Linked DNA regions of Mus musculus: regions 1, 2 and 3 are each linked to region 4. Evidence: chromatin contacts called from public Hi-C, HiChIP or PLAC-seq and promoter capture Hi-C data. All regions are on one chromosome and are shown on one strand. The core of a region is the stretch at or near the end of the contact, and the rest is flanking DNA. Distances in the headings are between cores, read along the strand shown.

Region 1 (3,278 bases), core at 455-2,954, 830 kb after region 4:
ATACAATCACCACAGACCTTTAATCTCAAATCGGGCCATTGAAATCAAACACTCAAATACCATGCCCTTTATTACAAATAGCAACACAAGACCAAAGCCAACTGCTTGGACTTGAAGGTGTTAAGAATAATTCATGTAAAGACAAGCTCTTACTGGTAAATATCATCAAATTATAAAACAAATGTCTAGTGTTTCCCCTTAAGGGAAAACCAATACATTGTGTTGTAATTCCAAGCAACAAAAGGTTAAAAAATATCTTTCAGAATTATCAAGCTGTTGGTCTAGACTTTCTTACAAATGAATGAGTCATGCTTCCTTCTCAGACCCACCGAAGGAGTGAGCTGCAATCTTTTCCCAGTGTCTAACTACAGAGGCATAACTCGGGACCCTGGTAATATCTCAAACAATATCTTGAGTTTGTATTGGCAAATCTCTACCTTCCAAAGAAAACAAAATAGATGTCAGCAAGTCAGTCCTGCCTGCACAGGTAGTTTCTTCATGCCTCACCATTGCAGCCAAGGTCATCAGCTGAGGCTCAGGGTGAAGTCTGAGGTACCCCAACCTGGCCCCAAGAACTCATCTTCCGGAAACTCAAATACCTAGAAAGATCTGAACAAAATCCTCTCGCTTAGGACCCATACAATCCTAAACCAAAGAGACGGAGCTAGATCCAATGAATCTTTATCACTTCTCCTGAGAGATTAATTAAATTCCAGGCCCAAGGGCTGAGTTCTCCTGAGCTAACTGCACCAGGATCCAATGAGAAACCCACACAGACCAGTTCTCTGAAGCAGCTCTCACTGATAGACACAACAGGCTTACCCTCAGAATCACTCAGAAGTGGACACAGGTCAGGGAGGTGTCAGAGAAAATGTAACACAAAGCCCCCTCCCCCTCTCTCCCTCCCACCTCCACCTCTGCTTTCAGGACTTGAGAAACGCCTCCAGGCCTCTTCATCAAAGTTGCCTATCTGCATGTAGAAGAGAGGGTTCAGTGAACCATCCCTGTGCGCTTCCCTGGTAGCTGTGTCTCTGGCAGGGAGACCACTAGTGGGCAAGGGAATTACGGGGGAGGGGGGGTCTTACTTTTGTAGCTGGTCGCCCAGGGCTGGTAGCCATAGTAGCCTGTGATGCGCAGGATCCGCTCCTCGATGGATGTGAGTCCCACCGGTCCACTGGTGAGATCCTCCACAGAGCGAGACCATTTCAGATCCTCCTTGATCGCCTCATCCACCACCAAGTACTTGAGCTGCCGGAGCTGAGGACTGATGTCGGACAGTCTCCGCGGGCTGACGTCCGGTGACCTCCTCATGCCACTGAGGCCGCGGGAAGGCGGGATGAGTCAAGGGCAGAGAGGAGGAGATGTCAGTGAGGACTGGTGAGGACCCACGGCTACTCCCCTCGCGTTGCTTGCCATGTGCCCTGCTCCCAGGAACCTCGGCGTCGGGTCCCGCGCCCTACTCTGGGCGCCTCTGGCAACGTGAGCTAGGGCGAGTGGCCCGGAGATGCTGCTGAAACTTCCCAAGCTCCGCCACACACGACCGTCCCTCTGTCCCTCCCTCCCACCAGGAGAGCAGCAGTGCGGGTTAGGCAGGGTCGCGGATGCCCGGGGGCTACCTGCCTGCTGCCCTCCCGCGCCTGCAGCTCTACTCACACAGCAATGCTCTTGGTCCTGGAAGCGCCGCCGGGAAACTCTCGGATCCCCATGGGCGGCGGCAGCGAGTGGCCCGGGGCGCCCAGGCTGGAGCCGAGGGGAGCCGCGGCCGGAGCTCCCGGCAGCCGCCACAAAGGTCTGGACGCCCGTAGGTCGCCCGCGCCCGCTGCCCGGAGCCGGTGGCAGAACAGCGCCGCGCCCCTTGCCTGCCACCGCCGGCGCCCTAGTACTCGCGGTCACGGACGCCCAGGCTCCGGAGAGCGCGCCCGGTAGTGCGCTCCGGAGCCACCGGGACGCGAGGCTGTGGCGGCCTCGGCGCGCGTGGACCTGGCGGGGACGCGCGTTCAGATCCTCGCAGCCCGGAGTGTGCCAGGCTCCGCAAGCTCTGCAACCTTAGGGCGCGGGACCTGTCACGGTCCTGGCGTTCTGGTTTCGACACGTGAGTCTCTCGGTCTTTCCCCCCAACACCCACCCCAAACACAAACGCGCGCGCGCCACCCCAAAGAGCGCTGCTACTACGAAAGCAAACAGCAAACTAACCTGGCATTTCACAGTGCACACTAAGTGGCTTATTTAGAATAGGTGGCAATTGATTTGCTGGATCAAGCCCAGTCCTCAGCTCACACAGCTCAAGGAAAAGGGCACTAACTGCTTCAGTGCCCTCTACAGAGACTGTCGTCCTACCTAGCTTCCGATCAGTTTTTGTGTCTTGTTCCTAAGCCATTCTAGACCTCCAAATCACCCTCCATACTGCTCTTCTGCACTGAGCGCAAAGTCAGAAAATACGCAGATATATAAGAGAAGAAAAATAGCCTTATCACGTCCCGAAAGGTTACTATGAATTATAGCTAGATTCTATTCCAACATTTTTCTGAGTGTGAGATACATTTCCCCCAAGAGATCAAACCGCCTGCGCTACTTTATGTATTACTTTAGGAAAAGATATATTGTTCCTCCGAGAACTGGGAATAGAATAGAACTCACTTCCTCAACTTGCTGAACTTGCTGAAACCTGCTGCAAACAGGTAAGAAACTCCAGTTTTCCTGCTGGGAGACAACCTAGGGCTTCCTACCTTTGCTGTGCCTCTACAACATCTTACCGGCAGTCCTAGACAATTAAATTACACAAGAAAGGGAAGACGATGGCTGCTACATAGGAAGAAGTGAAAGAAAAAATGAAGTTGTCTTCCTAGATGACAGCCAAGCAGATCTGGAAAGTCTCAGAGCTGACCAAAACAAAAAACAAAAAAACTTCGGAATTAATAACTGTGATGTCAATCTTGATTGTCTGTCGATTTGATGTTAGAATTACCATGGAAACAAACCTTTGGGCATGTCTATGAGGGAGTTTTCAGATATGGGCAGCATCATTCCATGGGCTGGGTCCTGGCCTGATTAAAAAGGAGAAAATGAGCTGAGCATTTGTGTTCATCTTTCTCTGCTTCCTGTCTGTGGATACCTCGTGACCAGCTGCTTTTGTCTGTGGATACCATGTGACCAGCTGCTTCTGTCTGTTGACACTATGTGCCCGATGCCCTGTGGCTACCTCGTGACCAGCTGCCTCAGGCTCCCTCCACCAGGTCTTTTTTTTTTTTTTTTTTTTTTTTTTTTTTTTTTTTTTTACC
Region 2 (2,828 bases), core at 233-2,732, 880 kb after region 4:
GCACCTCATTTCATCAGGTCAACACAACCACATGGCCAAGCAGCAAGCTCCAGGTAGCAGTGGACACCACATTATCCTGCCAAATCAGGATTGCCCATGGGCACTATCAAAAAGATCCCTCATTGCAGGCCTCCCACTGGCCCACTGTCTCTGCTAACATAATGTCTGCCCCACTGAGGTGGCCCACTCTGTCTGTTACCATAGTCATTTTGGTCCCATTCCTGAGCAGGAAGAAAGGGCTTCCTCCCATTGTTCTGCCTACAGCCTTGTCATTCAGCAGTGAATTCAGAGCATACCCTGTGAGGAGGAGGAAGAAGAAGAGGAAGAGGAAGAAGAGGAAGAGGAGGAGGAGGGAAGAGGAGGAGGGGGAGGAGGAGGAGGGAAGAGGAGGAGGGGGGAGGAGGAGGAGGGGAGAGGAGGAGGGGAGAGGGAGAGGAGGAGGAGGAGGAGGAGGAGGAGGAGGAGGAGGAGGAGGAGGAGTGTACTGAGTTAGTGACTCTCTTTCCTGCTTTCTTGTTCTGGGAGTTTCAGGAGAAACTTGAAAGATTGCCTGTGAAGAGTTTGTGAGTCCAGGCATTAACTACCGTCCCCTGTTGTTGATTGAGAACCTTTTAAAAACAGACATTTAGTGCATACACAGTGTGTGTGTGTGTGTGTGTGTGTGTGTGTGTGTGTGTGTGTGTGTGTGCACAGTCTGTGTATGGGAGGGTCACAGGGTCAGAGAACAACTTAGATGATTCAGTTCCCTCTTTCCATCATGTGAGTCACAGAATCAAACAGATCAATAGCTTGAGGCCTTAAGCACCTTTGCACACTGAGTCACCTCGCCAGCCCTAGTTGGACTTAGGGCTTGTTCATGCTCCTTGCAGCTTCTCAGAGAAACTTGTCAGACAGTCAGGAATCTCCTTCACAAGTCCTAGTCATTATCTGATCACATACTTCACTTCAGGTTAGTGGAAACTAGGGGCCTTCTCATACATCCCAAGGGTCCCACGAAAGCCATTAGACATAGAAGTGAATACTACATATGTATAAAGGGGCCTTTAAAGAGCCCAAGATAATTTTTGATCTTGAGCTGCAATATTCCAGCTCTCTGCATTAAGGAATTTCTAATCATTCAACCAGCCTGGTACAAGGTTTAGCATGGGGGGGGGGGGGGCAGAAATAACCCCTTGGGAAATCAACCTGCCTTCTAGAACCTTCAACACAGGTGTGGCATTTTTTTTCTGAGAAATTCGATTACAAAGGTTTTATCAAGAGGGGTGTGATGGGGGCTCCTTTTCAGAGGTGAAGCCTAGAGAGGACCCTGAATCTCTCCTGTTTTGCCTGCCCGGCTCCATAAGCTCTCTCAAGAACTGCACAAGGGAGGAGGTATACAAGATGCAGAAGCCTCTGGTGCAGGATGAAGCCAGGACAAAGGCGGAGATTTGTGGAGAGTGGAGGGCGATCCTTCCTTGCAGCTCTCTCTCTAGGAGTCAATGGGTGTGGTAGGACCTTGTTCCTGTGCGTGCCTGCTGTGGTGGCCTCAGAACCCTCAAGGCCTCAGGCTCTTGAATGGTGGCCAGTGTTTCATCCCTGAGCGGCTATTTCCCAGTTACCCCTCACTTGTAAGGATATCAGCAGGTAGCCTGAGGGAAAGGTGTTCAGAGACTCAGGCTACTCCCCATGGATGCCCTTAAGGCATTATTATACATCTACAGTGTAAGTATAGAAGTAGGAGAGAGAAATAAACTTTACCATGCAACCCTAGCTGGCCTCTAGTTTACAACCCTCCCGCCTCAGCCTCCTAAGTAGCTGAGGTCACACAGGTATGCCTCCATGTGCAGCTGGGACAACTGATCCTTCTGTTCTGTCCCTGCTTCTCAGTACTAGTGCACTGTGCAGCCTTCTCAGATTGGCTTCTGTCATTTGCTGTCACAGTTACATTCTTCTTGGACACTAAACATATTCCTGTGGCTGTCTAGATGGTCTGCCCATTTACCCACTGAAGGCTGTCTTGTGTGAGGGAGCTCTCACTCATACTCTGAGTTTGTGCAGGTGTTAGCACAAGGGCAGACTATCAGACAGAGCCACACATCTCATTACCAACCGTGACACGGTGGCCCAGATTTCCTACTTAAATTAGAAATCAGACATCTCAGGGGCTTTGTAAGAAGAATATTCTCCAGTAGGAGATTAGAAATACTGTTTAAGCATGAACTCCCACAGGACATGTGTCAGACAAAGAATAGGGAGTCTAAGGAATTCTGCCAGAGGTAATTTAGAAAAATGGTTAGAAGTCTTTGTGCATGTATGCATGGTGTGTGTGTGTGTTATATAGGTGGATAGATAGATGAGATGATTGATTGATTGATAGATGATAGATATGTGGGTAGGTAGGTAGATAGATAGATAGATAGATAGGCAGATAGATAGATAGATAGATAGATAGATAGATAGATAGATAGATAGATAGATAGGTAGATAGGTAGATAGGTAGATAGAGTCTCCTGTAACCTGGGCTAATATCAGAAGGAAGTCTTATGTGAGGGAGTCCTCAATCTGCAAACAGTAGAGCCTTCAGGATTTGAGAATTACCTTGAATTTAAGAGCCTCTTGCCTCTGCCTTCCAAGTGCTGGGAGGCATGTGTCACTGTGCCCTGTTTTATTCAATGCCCATTTACCCAATGAAACCCAGGGCTTTATACATGCTAGGCAAGACCTATACCAAGTGAACCACAGCCCTGCCCACTCTAGGAATATTTTAAAATAGTGAAAGCACCTGGAAGGGCAAGTGTCTGAACCCTGAATGGATTGGAATAAGCTGTCCAGTCAACTGCTCCTTCAAG
Region 3 (2,838 bases), core at 96-2,595, 550 kb after region 4:
GGAGAGGTTTGATTGCTGCCAGGTCTGTCTTTAGCTCTCTCTACTCTTAAGCTCTCTTAATCCCTTGCCCTCTTCTGTGACTGACATAACACCCTGGTGACAGGTGAAACCTTCTGTAATGTTTTAACAGACCACTGGCTTCCACCAACCAGAAGGCTTCCTTTGCTGTAACAAACTTACCTTTTGTTTCCACCGTTTGTTCTGTTCCATAAGACTGCATAAAACTTCTGCCAAATGGTATCTGGGGAAAACCTCATACTCTGTTCCTGAGCCAGTCACTCATATTTGGCTACAAAACAGACTAGCCCTTGAAGCGAGAGCAGTATTTTGGTGTTGACAACAGCTTGTCCAGAACTCAGCACCTCTTAGGGTGTTTCTCCTCCCGAACCTGTGGGTGCACCAGCCACCCTGAGCTGTGGTTCTCTTGTCCCTGCATAGCACATGCCCACATCTTTCTCATAGGACCGCTGTAGAGCAGAGTACACGTACACTTCAGGATCTTAGTTCGAATCCTCCACTACAGAGGCTGCTTCATCCTGGAGAAATGTTTCTCCTCTGATGCATGACTCCCGCGGCATAAATCTGGATGCAAGACCTCCCAAGGCTGAATTTAAAATCCCAGCGAATGAATCCAAGTGTCTCTCTCAGAACACATTCCCATGATCCTCCATCTCCTCCCCACCCTCTCATGCACGAGTGTCTTTGGACACACCTCTCAGTCTTTATAGGAGTCGACAGAGGCTGGGACAAGGCGAAGAGAGGGAAGAACTAATACTGAGTGAGCCAGACTGCTTAATATGACCAGGCTCTAGGGGAGGAGCTGTGAGAAAGGCTATGGACGCCTGCAGAAGTCACAGCGCTGTACCACCAGGTCCCTTCTCCAGAGTCTGGTAGCGCTGTCATTTTCTCCAGTAATACCAACTAACTGGTGACTTCCAACGCGTGACCTTGCTCCTCAAAACCCACCCTAAGGTGAGGGTGCGCGCAGGGATGTGTTGCACCCCGCGGGACTTACCCACTGCTGGGGGCAGCTGGCCTCGAACGAGCTCCTCAGCTTCTGGCACCGGGCCGCGTCCTCCGCGTTGTCGTCCAGGCAGCGCCAGTACAGGTCGCGCGCACCCCAGCATGCCTGCCTTTCCTTCATGGAAGGGGCTGCCATTCCTGCCTGCAGTGGTCACGCGGGAAGCCACGCAACATGCGACCGGGGCTCAGCCTACGTGGGAGAGCGGTGTGGACTGTGGTTCCCGCACGGCGGTGTCGCCCCGCAGGTCCACCGACTGCACAGGGAAACTCACTGCGAAAGTACCCGCCGCCGATTGACCTGCCCCGGCCTCCGTTTGCAAATAGAAGGGCGGGACTTCCGGCCGAGTCCGTTTCTCCGGCGGATAATTTCCGGCACCAGGGGCGTGGCCTATGGGCGGAAACTAATATCTGATTGGTACCGCCCTCTGTAGCTGCGGCTGCCCTGATTGGCTGAAGAGGGACCCGGAATTGGCGGAGGCGGCCGAGCCGGCACCAAGCTCCGTTCTCAGAGTGTGGTGAGAAGGGGATAGCTCGCCGGAGAGCGCCGACTCTGGGTGAGGGTGAAGCTGAGGTTGGCCATGCTAGAGGTTCCCTGTGCCTTTTATCAATGTCAGGTTATAAAAAGGTATCCGGGCGTGGTGGCACACGCCTTTAATCCCAGCACTTGCGGGGCAGAGGCAGGCAGATTTCTGAGTTCGAGGCCAGCCTGGTCTACAAAGTGAGTTCCAGGACAGCCAGGGCTACACAGAGAAACCCTGTCTCGTATATTTATCTCATTTTATCGATATGGCTGCAATTATGACTGTGCATAATGGTACATCAAGAGCAGACATGAATGAAATGGGAAATAAAAGCAGTGATGTTCGCAGCCAGCCACAGCTGTCTGTATATCTCTTCCCGACCGTCATAATCAAGAATTCATTGGAAACTGAAATAACAGTAGCAATTTCAGTAGTGAAGTTTAGCTCTGTAGATGACAAGAAAGTGAGGCTCTTATAAACAAATGAAGTTTAGCAAAGTGTACAGTTTCTAGAGAGATGGTGCTAGTAGAAATTTAAATTTGCACTGAAAATCCTTCTACAGACAAATTCCAGATAGTTCCTCCAGGAGGTTCCTCTCGACTTTTACTAATTAAATTCTACCTGTATTCTTGCTACTGTTAACTTGTACTAGTTACAGAACCTCCCCAACTCTGAAATAACAAACTCCTTGGAACTCATTGATTTATAAGAGAGAGGAAGAGGAGGGAGAGGGATAAAATGGTGTGATAATGCTTTATATGTCTCACTTAACTAAGAGGGTTTGCTGTAGAAGGATTAATGTACATGATTATGGGAGCCATCCAAGACTTTGTTGAAGGTGTTAGACATTATGCATTGTATGTTCCCCAGTGTCTTGCCAATATATTAAAAAAAAAAAAAAGTCCTATTCAAAACTCTGGTGGACCTGTATGAGAAAATATGATTTAGGGGTTGAAAATTAATTTTTAAAAATTTATTATTTTGTATGCATGGGGGTACTACATGCATGCAGCCTTGAAAAGGTTTTTTTTTAGCCCCACTCATCTACACAAACCCAAACAGCATCATGAAATGGACAGAAAAGACAAGTTGCAGTGCAGGCATTCACTATACCTACAAACCGTAAGACATAGAAACCCTTTCCTTCTCTAAAGGTGCACAAGACAGATGCAACACTGCTGAGAAAATGAGCAGTCTATGCAGATACTGAATCCTCATTGGTTACCACAGCAGTATATGCAAATACTGACGTCCTCATTGGTTAGCACAGCAATCTATGGAGATACTGACAGAC
Region 4 (2,867 bases), core at 268-2,767:
GTGGCCATTTCTGCTGTGTTACTAGGTTCTCTTCCTTAACATAGGGCTGGCTGGAGCTGCTAGTGCAGGGGCCTCGGAAACCTCTCAAGGGTTAGAGTTGGCCCATTACTGAAAGGGAGGAATGAGAAGCCTAGGCTGACTCCGTGACAGACTTCAAATAGGAGTTTAGGAGACCAGGCCTAAAAACTGGGCAAGTCCAGACAAGTCAATTACTAACAGGAAAAAGCCCAGGCTCCAGCTTTCATGCCCAGGTAATGGAATGTCCCAGCCACCTGGCCTGAAGCAAGCACAATGGGTCAGCAGCAGTTTCCAGAGTTCCTCAGTAACAGTTCCCAGACCTCCCCAGCAAGTTTCCAGCCCCCACATCCCAGTAATGGAATGTCAGTATCCCTAGAGATAGACCCAACATATTAACATAGAGGTCACCTACCCCAGCATTCCCTAATGTGCTTTAAATCTGGCCTGCAAGCTCACTTGGGTGTCTCTCTATCTTGGTAACTGGGGAGATCCCAACATGCTGGACTTCCTGCAGGCAAAAGAGGCTACGACCGCATATCCCAGAATAGCCTCAAAATCATGGCCAAGCTCTACCTAGGCCCTAGAGAACAGGGATTACAAATATAAGCCACTATTAAAAAAAAATCTAAGTATGAATTTACTTAAAGAATGACGGGAGGTGGGGAGGGGGCTGGTGAGATGGCTCAGTGGATAAGAGCACTGACTGCTCTTCCTCAGAAGGTCTTGAGTTCAAATCCCAGGAACCACATGGTGGCTCACATCCATCCATAATGAGATCTGACACCCTCTTCTGGTGTGTCTGAAGACAGCTACAATGTACTTATGTATAATAATAAATAAATATAAAAATAAATGACAGGGCGGCTTTGAAGACGGAATAGTACAAGGATGTGACCAGTTAAACTGTGATCCCAAATACTTGTTTTCTGCCGACTTTGAAACGTCAAACTTCGGGAAAGGTGTACCCTTCCCCGACTGCTAAGACACATCCCTGTAGCCCCATTTCTCTTGGAAACCTCCTTCCTTAATGAGCTGTGGCCGACAGCCTTCCCTAAGCCTGGGGGGCGGGGGGGCTTGTTTTATTTGAGACGAGGTAGCTATGCTGGAGCCATGTGGTTTTAGCCGGTCCTGGAAATCGAGGTAATCCGGCTACTTCGAGCCCCAAATTCTGGGATTAAAGACCTAAGCCACTATGTCAGGTTTTAGCTGACCCTCGTACTAACACGAGGCCTCAGCTACTCGTGAGACTTGCTGCACTCCCTCAGCCTAGGTTTCCCTGAGACGCCTGCGGACTGCAAAACCATTAGTATTAAGCATAGCGCGGCTCCTGCGCAGCCACGGGCTGAATGGGGAGAGGGGGTGTGGTCCTGAGCGGAAGAGCTCAGCCTTAGAACGGAAGTAGTCGGAACCCGGAGGCTGCCGGAACCCGGAACCAGAGGGAACGCATGACTAGTCGGATCCCAGAAGCGCGGACCTAGGACTTCCATCCCGGAAGCTCAGTTTTCAGCATGGCTCTGGGAGGGGAGGAACGCAAGAGAAGGAAGGGCTCGGAGCGGAGGTGAGTGGCGGCGGGCGTTGGTGTGGATGGGTTGGCGGTGAGTGGCGCGGCGTGGCTGAAGAGTGCTCTTGTGTTTGCAGACAGAGCTCTGGAGACGGCGTGAGCTGTGCGGCCAGCGACTACCTGGTGGGACAGGTCGCCGACAGCTTGCGGGGCGGCCCGCGGCCTCCTGGAGGCGGGACGGGGCGGCTGGCCGCTCTCTTCAGCACCGCGGAGCCATCGGCTCCTCCTGTATTTGTGCCTGTGCCCCAGGTGAGTCGCCGGGCTGCACCCTGAGTATCCCGGTAGAGAGAGATGTAGAGGGTCACTCTCCTGACAGCAGTGACTGTCTGGTCCTTTGAGCAGGGCTAGCGCTTCACCCTCAGCCTATTTGATTGGCAGGGTCACCTGTAGACCGTGTAAGCCTCAAATTTCAGTTATGTATCCGAGGATGAACTAAACTCCTGATCCTTCTCCAGCCTTGAGTTCTGAGATTACAGAGTCGCTCCCACCATGTCCGACTTGACTTTTTTATTTTGAGACAGGATCACACTAGTTGCGCACGCTTAGAATACACGGTAACCCAGATTCTATATTCCTGCCTCACCTTTCCACTGAATGGCTGGTGCTGCAAGAATATTCTGCTTCTCTCCGTAACCCGTGAAGAAGTATCCATGTAGAAAGGCACATCGGAGTACTGCTCAGGGACTTGGAGACGGAGGGACTTTGCTATGTAGCTCTGGCTGGCCTGGCACAGTTCCTCCTGCCTCTATTCCTGAATACTGGAATTACAGATATAAGCCACAACACACAGCTTTAGGGTCAGGATTTTTTTTTTTTTTAAAGTTTGAGGTTTTAAATATGACTTCAAACTTTTGAAAGGAAACATCTAAAAAAAGAAAACTTGATGATGATGATGATGATGAAGAAGAGAGTGTGTCCCAAACTAAAAAGCCAGTTTTGCAAGAGCCTTCGAGAAAAGTGAAAGTGAAGAAACTCTCTGATGCAGACAAAAGACTGGCAAACAGGTTGGTAGAAATCTCCTTTTTGCTATATTAAATACCTCAGGCAGTTTTTTTTTTTTTTTTTTTAATGTTCATCTTAATTTTTTTCACTGCATATTCTGAAATTTAAAAAATACATTATACAAAGTCTCATACAGGGTTAAAAGATACAAGAAAGCCATTTATCCTAAGCGAACAGATACTGGTAGATCAGCTTTTTAGGTCTTTGTGTCCATCACTGCTTCTTGATTCTGAGCCAGCCTTGTTAGGACTTTAACCCCTTCTCTGTTTTCTGAGTTGGGATTTCT

Evidence for each region. Promoter capture Hi-C pulls out the DNA fragments that hold promoters and counts their contacts. Hi-C and Micro-C count contacts between places; a contact is called where the count stands out from the background. HiChIP or PLAC-seq counts read pairs in DNA pulled down with a chosen protein or histone mark.
Region 1: a promoter capture Hi-C map of stem cell-derived epiblast-like cells shows a contact between it and region 4, with 3 times the contacts expected there. The contact joins the promoter of Slc35f3 here to the promoter of Rbm34 in region 4. A contact is called at or near these places in 3 of 39 promoter capture datasets (hippocampal neurons, pre-B cells and stem cell-derived epiblast-like cells) and 1 of 115 datasets of contacts at active chromatin or transcription factors (large pre-B cells).
Region 2: a FOXA1 HiChIP or PLAC-seq map of pancreatic cancer cells shows a contact between it and region 4. The contact joins the enhancer-like site here to the promoter of Rbm34 in region 4. A contact is called at or near these places in 3 of 39 promoter capture datasets (liver and pre-B cells), 2 of 484 Hi-C or Micro-C datasets (cerebral cortex and liver) and 3 of 115 datasets of contacts at active chromatin or transcription factors (bone marrow-derived macrophages, large pre-B cells and pancreatic cancer cells).
Region 3: a Hi-C map of B cells shows a contact between it and region 4, with 25 read pairs. The contact joins the promoter of Coa6 here to the promoter of Rbm34 in region 4. A contact is called at or near these places in 16 of 39 promoter capture datasets (the 3T3-L1 cell line, the C10 cell line, the HPC-7 cell line and 11 more), 1 of 15 datasets of contacts at CTCF or cohesin (the NIH/3T3 cell line), 18 of 484 Hi-C or Micro-C datasets (B cells, CD4 T cells, CD8 T cells and 10 more), 24 of 115 datasets of contacts at active chromatin or transcription factors (the 230-238 cell line, DN3 thymocytes, the NIH/3T3 cell line and 19 more) and 4 of 9 other capture datasets (adipose tissue, liver, macrophages and 1 more).

The regions. Positions count from the first base shown.
Region 1 is chr8:126,137,551-126,140,828 of GRCm38.p6, reverse strand. Slc35f3 (solute carrier family 35, member F3) reads right to left here and starts at 1,704. Exons shown (of 8, transcript NM_001363500.1): 1 at 1,654-1,704; 2 at 1,086-1,315. The coding sequence starts at 1,311.
Region 2 is chr8:126,092,160-126,094,987 of GRCm38.p6, reverse strand. The region is part of intron 1 of Gm46072 (a long non-coding RNA gene); the gene reads right to left. Among named protein-coding and RNA genes, the nearest start is that of Gm46072, 21 kb to the right of the region's middle. Within about 2 kb of position 1,482, at least 14 of the 459 cell types and tissues checked have an H3K27ac peak or open chromatin away from gene starts, as enhancers often do. A contact at or near this core is called in pancreatic cancer cells, where this site is marked.
Region 3 is chr8:126,421,008-126,423,845 of GRCm38.p6, reverse strand. Coa6 (cytochrome c oxidase assembly factor 6) reads right to left here and starts at 1,345. Exons shown (of 2, transcript NM_174987.4): 1 at 1,016-1,345. The coding sequence starts at 1,159. Gm51604 (a long non-coding RNA gene) reads left to right here and starts at 1,476. Exons shown (of 2, transcript XR_003947620.1): 1 at 1,476-1,577.
Region 4 is chr8:126,969,699-126,972,565 of GRCm38.p6, reverse strand. It overlaps Rbm34 (RNA binding motif protein 34), which reads left to right and starts at 1,517. Exons shown (of 11, transcript NM_172762.3): 1 at 1,517-1,576; 2 at 1,657-1,828; 3 at 2,438-2,583. The coding sequence starts at 1,527.